2 separate regions of the Hordeum vulgare genome follow, and region 1 is linked to region 2. Evidence: chromatin contacts called from public Hi-C data. All regions are on one chromosome and are shown on one strand. The core of a region is the stretch at or near the end of the contact, and the rest is flanking DNA. Distances in the headings are between cores, read along the strand shown. Region 1 has its middle 77 kb from the start of LOC123448791. Region 2 has its middle 12 kb from the start of LOC123448789.

The links. A called contact is a pair of places that touch in the nucleus more often than the background predicts.
Region 1: a contact with region 2 is called in a Hi-C map of seedling, with 2.5 times the contacts expected there. The contact joins two enhancer-like sites. A contact is called at or near these places in 2 of 6 Hi-C or Micro-C datasets (leaf and seedling).

Annotation. Positions count from the first base shown.
Region 1 is chr4H:418,057,742-418,064,558 of MorexV3_pseudomolecules_assembly, forward strand. No RefSeq gene overlaps it. Among protein-coding and RNA genes, the nearest start is that of LOC123448791, 77 kb to the left of the region's middle. Within about 2 kb of position 2,605, at least 2 of the 3 cell types and tissues checked have open chromatin away from gene starts, as enhancers often do. A contact at or near this core is called in leaf and seedling, where this site is marked.
Region 2 is chr4H:417,307,208-417,314,701 of MorexV3_pseudomolecules_assembly, forward strand. No RefSeq gene overlaps it. Among protein-coding and RNA genes, the nearest start is that of LOC123448789, 12 kb to the left of the region's middle. Within about 2 kb of position 4,109, at least 3 of the 3 cell types and tissues checked have open chromatin away from gene starts, as enhancers often do. A contact at or near this core is called in leaf and seedling, where this site is marked.

The DNA.
Region 1 (6,817 bases), core at 1,355-3,854, 750 kb after region 2:
TGTAAGGGAAATCTGCTGCTGACTACATCTCCACCTTCCACTTGGGGTAACCAACGAGGGGCGAGAAGTATATCCATCAACTCGTCATCAGATGGTCACACAACTCAACTCTAAGCATAGCATGCATCGCAGAGTAATGGCACAACATGGCTCAAGCAGCTACCAGGTATGCTAGGTTGCTTGGTTTAGCTATTTACTGTGACAAGGACACGCATGTAAAGGAATGGGTTCATCTACCGTAACACAGGTAGAAGTTGAGCCATCTTGTCCTAATGCATTGAAATGATAGCAAGAGCGAGAGAATGGGATTGTATCGGAGTGCTCAAGGGGGGGTTGCTTGCCTGTTGATCAGAAGAACTCAGTTGTTCTTTGATGTCGTCAATAACTATAACTCGCAGATCTATCGACAAGATCAAACAAGGAACAATTTACGGACGGCAAATGCTTTACAATGATGCATGAGCATGGCATGATAATATGATGCTGGTTTGAACTAATGCAACTGACCACAAATTAAATGGAAGTTATTTCATCCATATAGATCAGTTCTAAACTTCACATACGAACATTTAAATGCCTTTAATGAAATTGACCTAAAAAGTGGTTATAAGTTGATCAAACATGCATGAAAATGATACCATCATATTCCTTGGATTTTTTGATATTTTCATATATAATTTATTTCATTCGTAGCTATAGATTATTTTCTATGAATTTTTTAAGTTTATACAATATTCCAGAATTTCCTGATTTGATTTATTTCAAAAATTAATTTATTGCGTCAGCGTGACGTCATGCTGGCATGAGCAGGTCAACCGGGCCGGTTCAGGTCAAACCTGGCCGATGGTACCCGCATGTCAGTGACTCTGTTAATTATCTAAACTAACTTTAAACTAATCCTATAATTAGTGAGGGCTCGGACCCATACGTCAGTGGCCCTAGGGGTTAATTAGAGGGGTCATTAGCTGCTAATGGCGGTGCCACGTTAGACGCGCCGACGGTTAGCCGTCGGCGACCACTTCACGCGACGGTGCTTTGCTGGAGTTGCTCGGATTCGGGCTACATTGCACGGATTGGAGCGCCGAGAGCACTGGGATGCAGCCCAGGCTCGCCCGCATCCGGAGGAGGTGGCGGTCGGTCGAGGGGCCGCCGGAGCTCGTCGGCAGCGAGGTCATGGCGACAGCCGGAGCTCGGCCACGGCGGCACTAGCGGTAGGGGCGTGGCCAACGGTGAAAGGGGGAAATTAAGTGTAGGCTCACGAGGGGCTCGATGATGGTGATGGCGAGGTTGCAGGAGCTCCCTAGCCGGCTAATTGAGCTCAATGAGCTCCAGTGGCCGGAGTTGGAATCGACGACGGCAACGGCGATGAGGAGCCTCTGCCTTCGATTCCTTTGGCCGGAATGAACAGCTCGAGAGGACAGACGCGTTGGGCAGATCGGGGGGGGGGGGGGTGCGAGAAGTGGTCGGTGGCCATGATGGTGTTCGACGATGACGAATGCGGCTTTCGGTCCAACGAGAGAGACAGAGGAGGGAAGGAAGAGGATGCGAGGGGGATAAGGGAGAGGGGGCACTAGGGGCGTCCATGGCGTCGCTAGAAGGCGGGGTCGAGCCACGACAAAGCAGGAGGTGGCACGGTGCATGCCAACGCGCGGCAAACACGCTCTCGTGTCCTCGTGGCGAGAGGAGGTGGGGGGTGACTGGCAATGGGCCAGCTGGGCCGGTCAGGTAAGTTGGCCAGCTGGGCTCTTCTTCCTTTTTTCTATTTTCTTTTTTTTCTTTTTTTCTGACATTTGTTTCTGGCTTTAAATAAATTATCTAGCCATTTAATAAAATCCCAAAAATAACTATGTGGTCCAAATGAAAATTTCTAGTGCCACAAAATTATTTTGAGAATATATGGAACTATATTATATATATAGTAAATATAATTCTATTTCAAATAATTGTTTGTTTAATTCAAAAGTCCAAAATAAGTGTTTCCGTGATTCAAATATATTGGTTGACATTTTTACATCATTTCGATATTTTATTAGAAAACCAGGGACATTTTCCTAGATCATTTGAAGCAATTTTTTTATATTGCTTATTTGACAAAAAATGGTTCCTGAGGCTTTATCACTTCCTCATTTCAATTTCAAAAGAAAATAAAAATGCAATGCATGAATACAAGCACAACTAATATTAAAAATAGGGTTGTTACAATATAGTCTTCAAAGGGACGCGACCGAAGGGATATGAGGCAACCATCTCGGCTAAAAAACAGAATTAATAGGATTAATTAGATCCTAACAAATTCGAGTGTTAGTGTATCCACAAAACGAACAAGCAAATGTGAAAGCTTTGGTTGCGTGTTCATCCAACTAGCCATTCACACATATATGCACTCCATCAAGATCTGGATGACAATAAATAGGTAGGGACGGCCAAGTGCTAGCTCTATGTGCCCTATGAAATGACTACTGTATACACATTGCCTCCGCCTCTACGGCGTACATATAGAGCTAGTACGAGTGTTTGCTGGTACCGGTTCCAATTATCAGCGCCCAAGTACGACTGTATGAGAAAGAGACGTGTTGTCAAGTGTAAACGAGGAAGCATCGGACGGCACATGTTCTCGAGAAACTGAGCTATCACCAGTGTAGACGTGGTACACATGTTTCTGGGGTCAGCCAACATGGAAATGTTTGAGCGACATGGTACAACCGGTTGACTCGCTGGGATTGTTGGGACAGCACAGCCACTTCACTTTTTTGGTACACATAACTCACATGTTAGGAGCATCTACAACCACGATGAGCAAAAAATACGTCTTAAATATCCACGGACGCATTTAGGGACGTCCACATAGAATATGACCGGATACGTCTTAAATAAACAGAACTGCATTGAACGTCTCATATTAGATTCTTAAATTCATAAAAAAACATGCAAACTAATAAAAGCTATGTATTACGTAGAAACCTAACTATTAATTTCATCGGAGATTTCAACGAACTTCGTGCCATCCGACGGATACATGGACGACAGCCGCAGCTCCTCTCCCTCCGACGGATAAATATGCGGCACGTACAGCTCCGTCCCCTTCGACGCCTCCAGCTTTTCCGTTGCGGCCACCTACGCCACTATTTTCGCATCGAGCTCCTTGAGGAGGGCGTCATTGCGTCAACCTCAGCCTACCTCTGTCGGATAAGCCTGTGGTTAGACGGCATCCTCATTGTCCACCATCATCGGCTCCGACAGCTCCTCCTTCTCCTCCTCTTCCTCCGGCTTCAACGAGTCTGGAGGTAGACCCGCAACGATATAGGCGGCGCGTCGAGCCTGGATGTCTGCCACGATCTGCATCCGGCGTTCCGGCATGAGCATGGCGTACGTGGTGATTCTACGGTGGACCATACTGACGCTGGAGAGCGTGAGGGAGCGGGGAGAGGAGGCGGACGGGCTCGGGTGGCGACGGAGGGAGGCAGGAGATGGATATTCTAGAGTTGGGGGACGTCGGACGGCTTAAATACCCAGCTATGGCCTTGGACGATGAGCCAGAGCGACGCCACGCGACGTTCGCACCACGGCGACAGTCAACACGTCCGTTGGATCGTCGGGTTTTCGGACGAGTCCGTGTGAGGCTCCATCATCAAGCAGACGTGGAGGGTGTGCCATGGCACGCTGAGCCGCCCCCCTTATTTGTCTCATATTTGGGTGGATACGAGGGGTGCTAGTCAGTCCGGATGTTTAAGGTATGTTTGAGGGGTCCGCCTGGGTCAATTTTTGTGATCGGTCAGTGAAAGAACGGCCTATCCGGACGTGTGAAATAGATATAAGGGGTTTGGCTGTAGGTGCTCTAAGATCACTTCCAAAAATACCGTGCATATTAATATCATGAGAAGTTTATGGTAAAATGTGCTTATACGGTAGTGATCCAAAAAGGTAGTCGTCATTTTTATTGGGAAAATGCTTGTAGACGGCTCGCGCACCGTTTGATCCCTTCATATCGTACGCCACACAACTCGTTTTCACACCCCACGTTTAGATATTTTTCCTCTGTCTTATCTTCTTCCTCAACCTCTCCTTCTCTTATCCATTCCCTTTTTTCATTGTTCCCCACCTCCCCTCGACCTCCATGAAACCAGGGGCTACCGCTGGAGACCAATCGCCGGCCGCCTGTTGCTCGAGAACAATTGTTGCCACCTGCTGCTATGGGAGTCACCGTGGGCGGATAAAACGACCATAGCCAAGGCCTCCTTCCTCCCGCTCCAAGGCACCTCCGGCAGACATGAGCTGCAATGGCGATTGGGACGCATGTTGCAATGACGATCGACGGGGAGTGCATCGACGGCGAGCATTGATGTACGACCCGACGGAGGCAATGCTTGAACAAATGTATCCTTTTTTTTGCTGTAACTGGTGACAAAATAGTTTCAAACCCCAAATAGAAAAGCTTCAACCGGCTATAAAGAAAGCTTCATCCGAAACTGTCAACCAGGAAAAGCTTCAACCATTGTCAAGGAATGCTCTAGCGCTAGATGAAAAAAGCTGCAACCAAACTGAAGAGAATTTTTATCGCTACACCCGGCCAGGGTTCTTTTTGCTACATCCATCCCTTCACTTTTGCTGCAACTGTCCTCGGTTTTTGCTAAGTCCATTGTTTTTTTTGCTACGTCCTTCACCGTAGGATTGTGACCTATGACGGTGGGCGATGATAATTGTGCTACAACCGTAGTCTCTTTTTGTTACGATCGGCGGGATGATTTGCTACATCCATTCATGACAGAGTTGTGGGCGAGACAACAACGGCGATGGTTTTTGCTACACTCGCCTTTGGTTTTGCGATGACCGATGTTTTCTTTTGCTACATCCCATTTTACATTATGCTGGTGGTCATTGTTCGCAGAAACTCGCGCGTCGACGGTAAGGGCTGGGGGCGGCGCACAATAGCGCTGCAACCATGGAGCATCAACGACGGAGTTGCAGCTGGTCGAGGGGGAAGTTTCGATCAAGGGGTCGTCGACGAGATCTCCAACTGAAATCGATGATGGGGGGTGGTTCTTCAACGAGCACCGTGGCCGGAGACGACGGACGCCCCTGCCGTCTTGAACGGGAACACCATGAATGACACCTTTTTTGGTTCCCGTGACGAGCTGCGGTAGGAGACGACGTCCGTGCTGCACGGCTGTTGTATGCTTCAGGGAAGGGGGTGTGGAAAGAATATGATCACGTAAGAGCATCTACAACCACGTACACCTAATTCGATCCCTTAAGGGTGTGTTTGGTTGCATTCTCATCTCAACATAGTCGTTCCTTTCTGTTGTTGCCTTGCACGTTGCGTGCTTCATCGCATCAGACCCTTCAGCTTTAGGGGGCACGCGATAACTTAATAAAAAGGGCGGTTCTATGGGTCGGTAGATTGGTCTAAATTTAGACCGGTCTGCATGTAGCCGTACGATCCAACGTACATCAACCGTTTGATTTTATGTCTCAGAGCATGTACAGCCATATGATTTTATGCCTCAGAGCATCTACATCGGCATGTAGTCGACAAAATGTTGCATGCAGGAAAAGAGAAAGTAAAGACGGAAAATGAGGGCTCCGATTGTTTCGAAAAGAAAAAATGAGTCAAAGCGGACACGTCCGAACATCGATGGGACGGTAGCGGGGCTAGGAGTTACGTGGCAGCTCGATCGAGCGTAGCAGAGGATCCTTCCCAACCGACGCCGTTCTCTCGTGTAGTAGATACCATGGGCTGGCGAGCACGAACGAGGCGGACGACGCGCTGCGGTGCGAGAGTCAAGAGGCAAGCGCCCGAGTGGGGCTACCTCGGAGGAGCCATGCAGTGATGCTAGGCCGCAGGTTCATACGGGTCAACCGCGTCCGCTGGACTCGCGCAAGACCCTCGTGCTCATAGTCTCCATTTTCTATCTAGTCTTCACACCGGTGTCAGGCTTGTCTTTCGGGTTGTTTTAAATAGAAAATAAAGAACAAGAGAGATGAATAAAAGATGATTCATTAGTCTTTATTGATGATAACAATGGGGTATTTATACCCGGGCGGAAGTACACATATTGCTTGGGAGTCAAGTAAGATGAAGTTACTTAAGGGCCAAGTTATTACATTAGTTTCCTTGAGAGTCAAGGAAATGCATGGTTGCTTGAGGACTAAGTAACCTATCTAAGAATTAACTTAATCCTAATCAGCTTAATTAATAAGCAACTAATCTATTCTTAACACCCCCCTTGTACAACGCCTCTTCTTGAGTATATGCATCATCTTCATAAATTCTTTGAATATTCTTGAAAGTCTCCTCCAAAAACCTTGTGGGAAAAATATGAGGAGAATTGTGCAGAATATGTTGCTAAAACTCCTTTAAACCCAGTGGGAAAAATAATAAGGAGAAAATAATGCAACATATAATGATTATTGTCTCTTGATACCTCATATGAGAAAAACCTTTAAAGAAGGAGAAAACTCATTGGTGAGTTTAGAGAACAATTGATATGTCTTGAGTACTTCCTTTAAAACCCCAATAGGGAAAATAGAAAGTATGACATATGATCTTTGATAAGATATTTCCTCATTAAAAACCATTATGAGAAACTTTTGAGAGAAAAACTCATAAGGGAAAAGAGTGCATTTGACATGCCATTGAAAACTCCTTTAAAACCCAGTGGGAAAAATATAAGGAAAAATGATATGGCATATACAAACACTTGTGATTATATTGTCTCGTTAAAAACCTTTTATGAGAAACCATTAGGGGAAAACTCATCAAGGGAAAAAAAGTACAATATATGCAATCTGATGATTGTTAATAGGTTATAGTTTGGGA
Region 2 (7,494 bases), core at 2,859-5,358:
CTTTGCAGCTGGCGCCTAGCTCGACCTTTCTATCTAAGGGCATGTACCGTTGATAAAACAGTTTTATTTTAAGACTTGTATGTAATTTGAAGATAATGTCTACAATAGGTTATATCTCTTAACATTATTGACAATAACTGATGATTCCTTCCTAAAAACATGATGAGACATATTATGTTAAAAAATGATTTCTCAAATAAAAGAAGACAAGACTTTTTTATGAATTCTTTCTCCTCCATCTCAGCATTTATCCTATGTGACATACCTAAGATAGTATCATTGTATATGTGCTAACTCTCGCTCCTATGGAATCTATTAAGGTACTCCTATCTTCATTTTTACTCTTGTATATAAGATTTGTTTGTTTGACTTTGAAGTAAAATTCGATCCAATTTATATGAAACAATATCAACGTAAAAAATACTAGAGTAATATAATATGAAAATTACTTTCACAATGCATTTAATAATAATGATTTCACAATGTCAATGTCAATATTTTGCATATAAACTTAATCGATTCCGCTATAAATTAAATGTCAGACTTTTCAGCATAGCAAATCGAACGTCCATAATGGCAAATTATGTTGGTGCGAGGATGTCAATTTCTGTAGCAAGAATGGACCAAGTTTTTGGCCAGATTTTGCCATGCTTGCTAAAGGAATATGACGTCAGATTTCTAACATCAAATCTTTTCGATTTGCTACGGTTAAAAATATATGTTATAATTTGTTGTAAAAAATGTCCGATTTGCTGTGGCTAAATAAATCAGAAGCTATATTTTTAACATTTCCAAAAAGAAAAGGAGGGGGTGCTAAACTCCTTTTATCTGGAGCCTCCATGTGTATCATGGGTTGTGAGGGTTTATGTGTTCTGCTTGTAAGGGTATGTGTCCCGGTTGAGAATAAAGCACACCTACGTAGTGGTATCCTAAAATAATCTGCATAGTTGTAATACGCTGACCGTTTTTTCTGGTTTTGAGAAGGTTCTAGAATGACATTGCCTGTTTTGTGTGTGTATTTTCTCTATTCATTTAATAGTTTTCTTTTGGTCTTTAATTTTTTTAAATTTTATTTTCCATGTTCCTTTTTCTTCTATTTTAATTTAATTTTATTTTTTCACCTTTGCATTAATTATTATTTATTAAAATTCATTAGGAATTAGAATCCATGAATTTTTCAATTTTTTTGTATATTTTTGAAATCTACGATCATTTCATATTTGTGTATCTTTTTCAAATTTCACGAACGTTGTTTGAAATCCATAAATTTTTTGAATTTGCAATTGTTTTATAAAAATCATAGTTTTTGTAATTTGGAACATGTTTTAAAATCCAAGTTTTAAAAAAAATTTAATGAGAACCTTTTGATTTAGTGAAAAAATTCAAATAAAAGTGATAGGTTTTTTTCCGGAGCTAGTGGTGGAGTTAGCAGGAAAAAAATAAATTAAGCGTGCGAGCGTAGCAGGGAGCCAGGTGAGCCAATGAGAGCTTCATGGTCCAACCCTTGTGAGCGTTTATAGCAACAATTTCACAGTTTTAGCATGGACTAGAATTTTCTAAGAGGCTCACACAACCATCACCAGCTGACATCGAGGCTAAATCGTGCAAGGAAAACACAACCACACATTCAACAACTCTACTCTATTCTCAGTACAAATGTGTCTCGAACAACAACCAAATACAATATGCGAATAAAAGAAACCACTATGACATATTTAAAACCCAAACTGATGCATATAATATCAAAACAAAACAAGTGACTGCAATAACCTGCTAGAGAAAAAAGAATTAATCCCATGAGTGAAGAACACCATGGGGAAACGCGCGTAAGCCTCTAGTTAAGATACTAAGCTTTCTAGATTTGGAGTCTCTATGTGCCTTGGGGCTGTGGGGTCATTTTGGCCTCCGCATTTAAGGGGTGTATCGCTGCTTGAGAATAACGCAATACAATATATATTTTTTCATGAACATTTAAAATGGACCCTAAGGTTTTCCCGGTTCTGAGAAGTTTCTAGATGTTTTTGTCTATTTTTCTATGTCTTTCGTCTACTGGTTTGATATTTTTTTCGTTTTCCTATTGGTTTTTTATTTCATCCTCATTTTTATTTTGTTTCATTTTTTTTCGAATTTTTAATTGACGAACATTTAAAAATAGTAACATTTTTAGAAATCATGAATATTGGTTTTTCAAATTCATGAACAATTTTAAAGTTCATAAACATTTTAACATTTTAATTTTTTTTAAATCCGTGAATGTATTTTTATTTAACAAACATTTTCAATAAAGAAGACATGAGATTTTTTTATGTGAAGCGAGTAGAAAAAAGAGCTAAGCGAACAAGCGGAACAGGGAGCCGAGCTTAACGAGCGGGGGCTTCATGGGTTGGCCCATATGAGCGTTATATCAATAATTCCATGAATTTTGCTTGTACGACCACTACCGACTAACAGTAATGTCGAAACAAATAAGAACACCACATTCACACACCGAATAACTCCACTCATCTCTGAGAACAAATACAGTCTTGAATAACATGCATCACCCATATATATGATATATAAGGAGAATGGCGTTTTGGAGCTCGGCCTTCATGAAGGCCAAATTTTTTGAAAAAATCAAAATTCAAAAAATTTAGTTCCAAAAAAATCTAAAAAGAAAATATAAAACTAAACAAGGATGTGATCCGTGTGTGTGTAAAATTTCAGGTCGAAATACTTTGAAACACGACCTGTACAAAAAAGACAAATTCATGGTCTGAAATGATGAATAGTAACATGTGTTAAAAAGTTTTAGATTTGTCTTTTTTGCACAGGCCTCATTTCAACGTATTTTGTTCTAAAATTCTACATATTTGTGTATTATACCTTCATCTATCTAAGTATTTTTTTTCAGTTTTTTTTGAATTTTTAAAATATGAATTTTCACGAAATTTAAAGGCCTCCATCAAGCTCGGGAGCCAACAGAAATTTCCGATATATAAGTGAAAAAGAGACTGCAAGAATATATTAACACCTAAGGCAACGCAGATAAAACCGATCAAAACAAACAACCGAAATAACTCCACTCACCACTGAGAACAAATACAGTCTTGAATAACATGCACCACCCCAATATATGATATATAAGGAGAATGGCGTTTTGGAGCTCGGCCTTCATGAAGGCCGAATTTTTTGAAAAAATCAAAATTCAAAAATTTTAGTTCCAAAAAATCTGAAAAGAAAATATAAAACTAAACAAGGATGTGATCCGTGTGTGTGTAAAATATCAGGTCGAAATACTTTGAAACACGACCTGTATAAAAAAGACAAATTCATGGTCTGAAATGATGAATAATAACATGTGTTAAAAAGTTTCAGATTTGTCTTTTTTTACATAACCCTCATTTTAACGTATTTTATTCTAAAAATTTACATATTTGTGTATTACACCTTCATCTATCTATGTATTTTTTCAGTTTTTTTTTGAATTTTTAAAATACGAATTTTTGTGAAATTTAAAGTTTGAATTTAAAGGCCTCCATGAAGCTCGAGAGCCAAAAGAAATTTCCGATATATAAGTGAAAAAGAGACTACAAGAATATATTAACACCTAAGGCAACGCAGATAAAACCGATCAAAACAAACAACCGAAATGACCTGTTAGAACAAATACAGTCCTGAACAACATGCAACAGCCCAATATAATATACTTCATATGTACCACAATACTTATAATTGGGATACCTGTATTAGTGTTCTCAAACAATAAGTACTTAGATAGAGAGAAAGTACAAGTGAAAAAAGACGCTGCAAGAATATATTAAAACCTAAGAAACAAACAACCGCAATAATTAACATGTTACTCTCTCTGATCTAAAATAAGTGCCAAGAAACTTTAAGCTAAAATAAGTGGAAAAAAGAGAGCTGCTCTACTAGTTGACTTTTGACGATGGATGGAGCCGGGCGGGCAGAAGGTGCAACCAGTGGCTGCGCAACACGTCTGCCGTGGCGGTGCGGGGCAGCAGCGGCGTACGAGACGTCGCGCAACACGGCCCAGGCTAAGGCTACGGGGGTGGATACTAGGGTGTAGGTACGTGTGAGTGCACGCACGTCGCGCGTCCAACTTGCAACCGCGCGCTATGGGCTAGTGCTCGCTCGATCGCATAGTGCAGGGCGCACGAGAGTGACACGATGGAGCAAGCGCAGAACGCGGTGCCCGCCCGGCCGCTGCGTGCGTGCGTTCCTCCTCCTGTCCCAGACCCTGCCATTACAGACCCAAATTAAGCGGCATGTTGCCGTAGGCAGCTGGCTAGCTAGCTAGGTAGCCAGATAAACATACTTGTAACTGAACATCAGCGGAGCGTAGCAGCCGGCGTAGGTAGCTTGTTTTTCCTTCATTCTTTGTGAACGTGGAACATATAGCAGCTTGCTCAACACTGGTCGTTGTGATAGCTGCCGCCACGCCCAGGCAGGCACAGTGATCGGTCGATAGTGGTGGTGCAGGCAGGAAGATATGGGCAAGGAGAAGCCTTTTTGCCCCGGAAAGCGGGTGTGCGTGCGGAATGCGTGATGCGTACGTGCACTGGAGCAGCCGGCAGGGGGCAGGCAGGCACAGGAGGCCAAACGCTTTCTCTCTCTCTCTCTCTCTCTGTGTGTTTGTGTGTGTGTGTGAGAGAGAGAGAGCTGGACGACAGCGGCTACCACCAAGCTGGCTACGAAGCTAGGAAGGAGACACACTGCCGTACGCCTTATCCGAGTGGGCCGATGCGCAAGTCGACCCGGGCTAGCTAGCCTCCAAGCCAGGGCTCACCCTGTTGCTGTCATTCCGGACATGCATGCAATGCCAATGCTATTGCCAATGCCAATGTGGCTAGTGCCATGTATCATTGGATCTTCCTCGATCTTTCTGCGTCCCCTGCTTTCCTCCGATGCTTATTCCTATCCCTCTTTATGCGGATTGGTCCATTGGATCGGTGCCCCGCTTTTGAGTAGGTAGAATCCATAGATAGGTCCCCTGTTTCATCTGCTTGGCTTGGATTGGAATGGCGTCTCCAGCCTCCAGCACTAGTGATGGATGGATCCCTGTGTCACGAATGACGGCAACCCAGTGTCGCCGATAAGTAGCAGACCTCGTGAGTGTTCACTCGCCCGTATTCCTACTGTACACCTCTCCAGATATTTTTTACATGTCGCGTGCGGGGCCCCATAAAGAGGGCAAGCATATCCGTGTATATATGTGTATCTGCCGGGTAACAACTGTTAGTGAGGTGAAGTGCGAAATATCTGGATAGATGGATGGATGGATTAGTAGTGATCCCAACTGTTTGTAATTATACGCATAAACGGAATGAGGGGGTCGCATTTCGTTCGATCCAGGAACACCGGCCGGCTACCAGAGCTAGTGCTCGTGATTATTGGAATGGTGATGTATAATGCCATCACCGTCCATATATATATATTCCTACGAAAGAACTAGCTAATATGATGGCCGTTCAAGATCACACGGCACTAGCGCCAGCAGATTCAGCCATTCCCCTTCTTTTCCTCCCTGATAATCTTCCACAAAACTGCTGCTATTGCCAACGGCAATGGGTGATTGTTAATCGTCGGTCAGTTCTTGTGACTCGTTGTATGCATGCACTGTCGACTTTGACCACGACGATGCTCCATTGGTAAGGCCTTTGGGTCAAACCGTCACCCCGCTCCACCCCTATCGATCTCCAACCCACTAATTAACAAAGTTTCGACTGTTGCCGTGCTCCTAATTTTCTGGTCTCGGCCAATTGGAAACATTCTAGAACTTCTAACTTCTTCTCTGTACTTTCAAGCATGCACGGACGTCAGAGGCAATGTTTGATACTACCCCGAGCAGTCAAACTGATGTTGCTCCATTTTTGTCTTGAGTCGACCAACAAGGGAATTTTGTTCTCAAGTCAAATCGATTCTAGTGGCATCATTCTACGTATATTCAACATTTGACCATTCTACACCCCACGTTTCATTTATTTAAAGTTGCAAGTTGAAATAGCTTGACTACTACGTCCAAATGACCCCAAAAGGGGCTACGGTTTAACGTACTGTTTGTTGTGTCTTGCCTGCCGAGGGTGTGTGATAAATTCTAATGATACGGCTACTGTTTCAAATTAAATATCTAATGTTATTAGGCTGGCTGGCAACACAATGGATATCGCCGTCATTTGGTAAGAAAAATGTACTCTAAAATCAGACAAGGCTAATCTTAACTTAAACTAATAGCCGATCCTCTAAACTGAGTAAACATTCGAGTAAACTTAACGGAGTAAAAATTTACTCGTTTAAAGGTTGCAGGACCTTGCCGACACCCGGAACTTAATGGAGTAATTTCTTTCTTCAATTCTTTTAGCCTAGCGGCATGCACTTTAATGACTTGCAAAATATATCATCAATCATTCAAACATTTAAAGTAACATGCATAATATGTAAATCCTTAACAAGCATATCATTTCAGGGATCGCGATATTCGAACTAAATATGCATAGTTTTCCATATCAATGGTGACTCCACGTCCCACCTCCCCTATGGCGACTTCCGTGGAGATTCCACCTAGAGGGCCTCATCGAAAACTATGCCCCCCCTCCCTTGGACCCCTCACAAGGTGCGGGCTTTGCTAACCAGGCCAGAGCGAAATTTTCCATCCATGTTCACAGCATCTCCCAGACAAATGCCTTCTTTTAGTTGTTTCTTTTGGTCGTGCCACCCCCCCCCCTTTGACGTTGATCATGTTCGGCATGCATTGCATGCATGCCTTGGTGGATCTACATATGTTTTCAAATTTTCGGCTGCTTCTAAGGCTGTTGGATTTATGACCGACGACCTTCATCCATTTACTTGCCCACAATTTCGTTGCCATTTTCACCTCTGCGGTTTTGGTGGCCCGTCTTGGATTCGTGAGTACAACCTCTGGTATTTTGATCTTGACAACGAATGGACTCTTGTCACCCGGACACCTCACCGCCGTATCCTCATCTGTGCAAACTCAACTCTTATGGGGCCCCGATGACCTCCCGATCCATCCACCGCTTTTCCTTCTCCTCCAATGACAACATGTGATCTTGTGCCACACTTGGATAATGCGCCAGATGCGCGCGGGGCCATTGCCAACCATATTATTTGAAATTCCATCACAGACACCTTGGCCCTCCAAGCCCTTCAGCCCACCCCCCTCTCGCCAGGGACCCATCATCTCATCCCAACTCCCCCGTCACTCACCAACTTAATCCTCCTTCAACTTAGCCCATTACCCATCCAACTTTCCATGACCCACTGTCAAATCACCCTGCTCCGCTTTTTTGCGGTCACTGCTTATCCTCTGGTCACCTACGCATGGCATGTACTAATTTTTTTGATGTCGCCGATGTGTGCGATATGGCCATATCGCACGACTTTGTCTCAGCTATCACAATCATCGCCATATATATCGGGTCAAGCTCAGTCTCCCCAACTACCCGCGATCCTCATCCTATAATGAGATATATC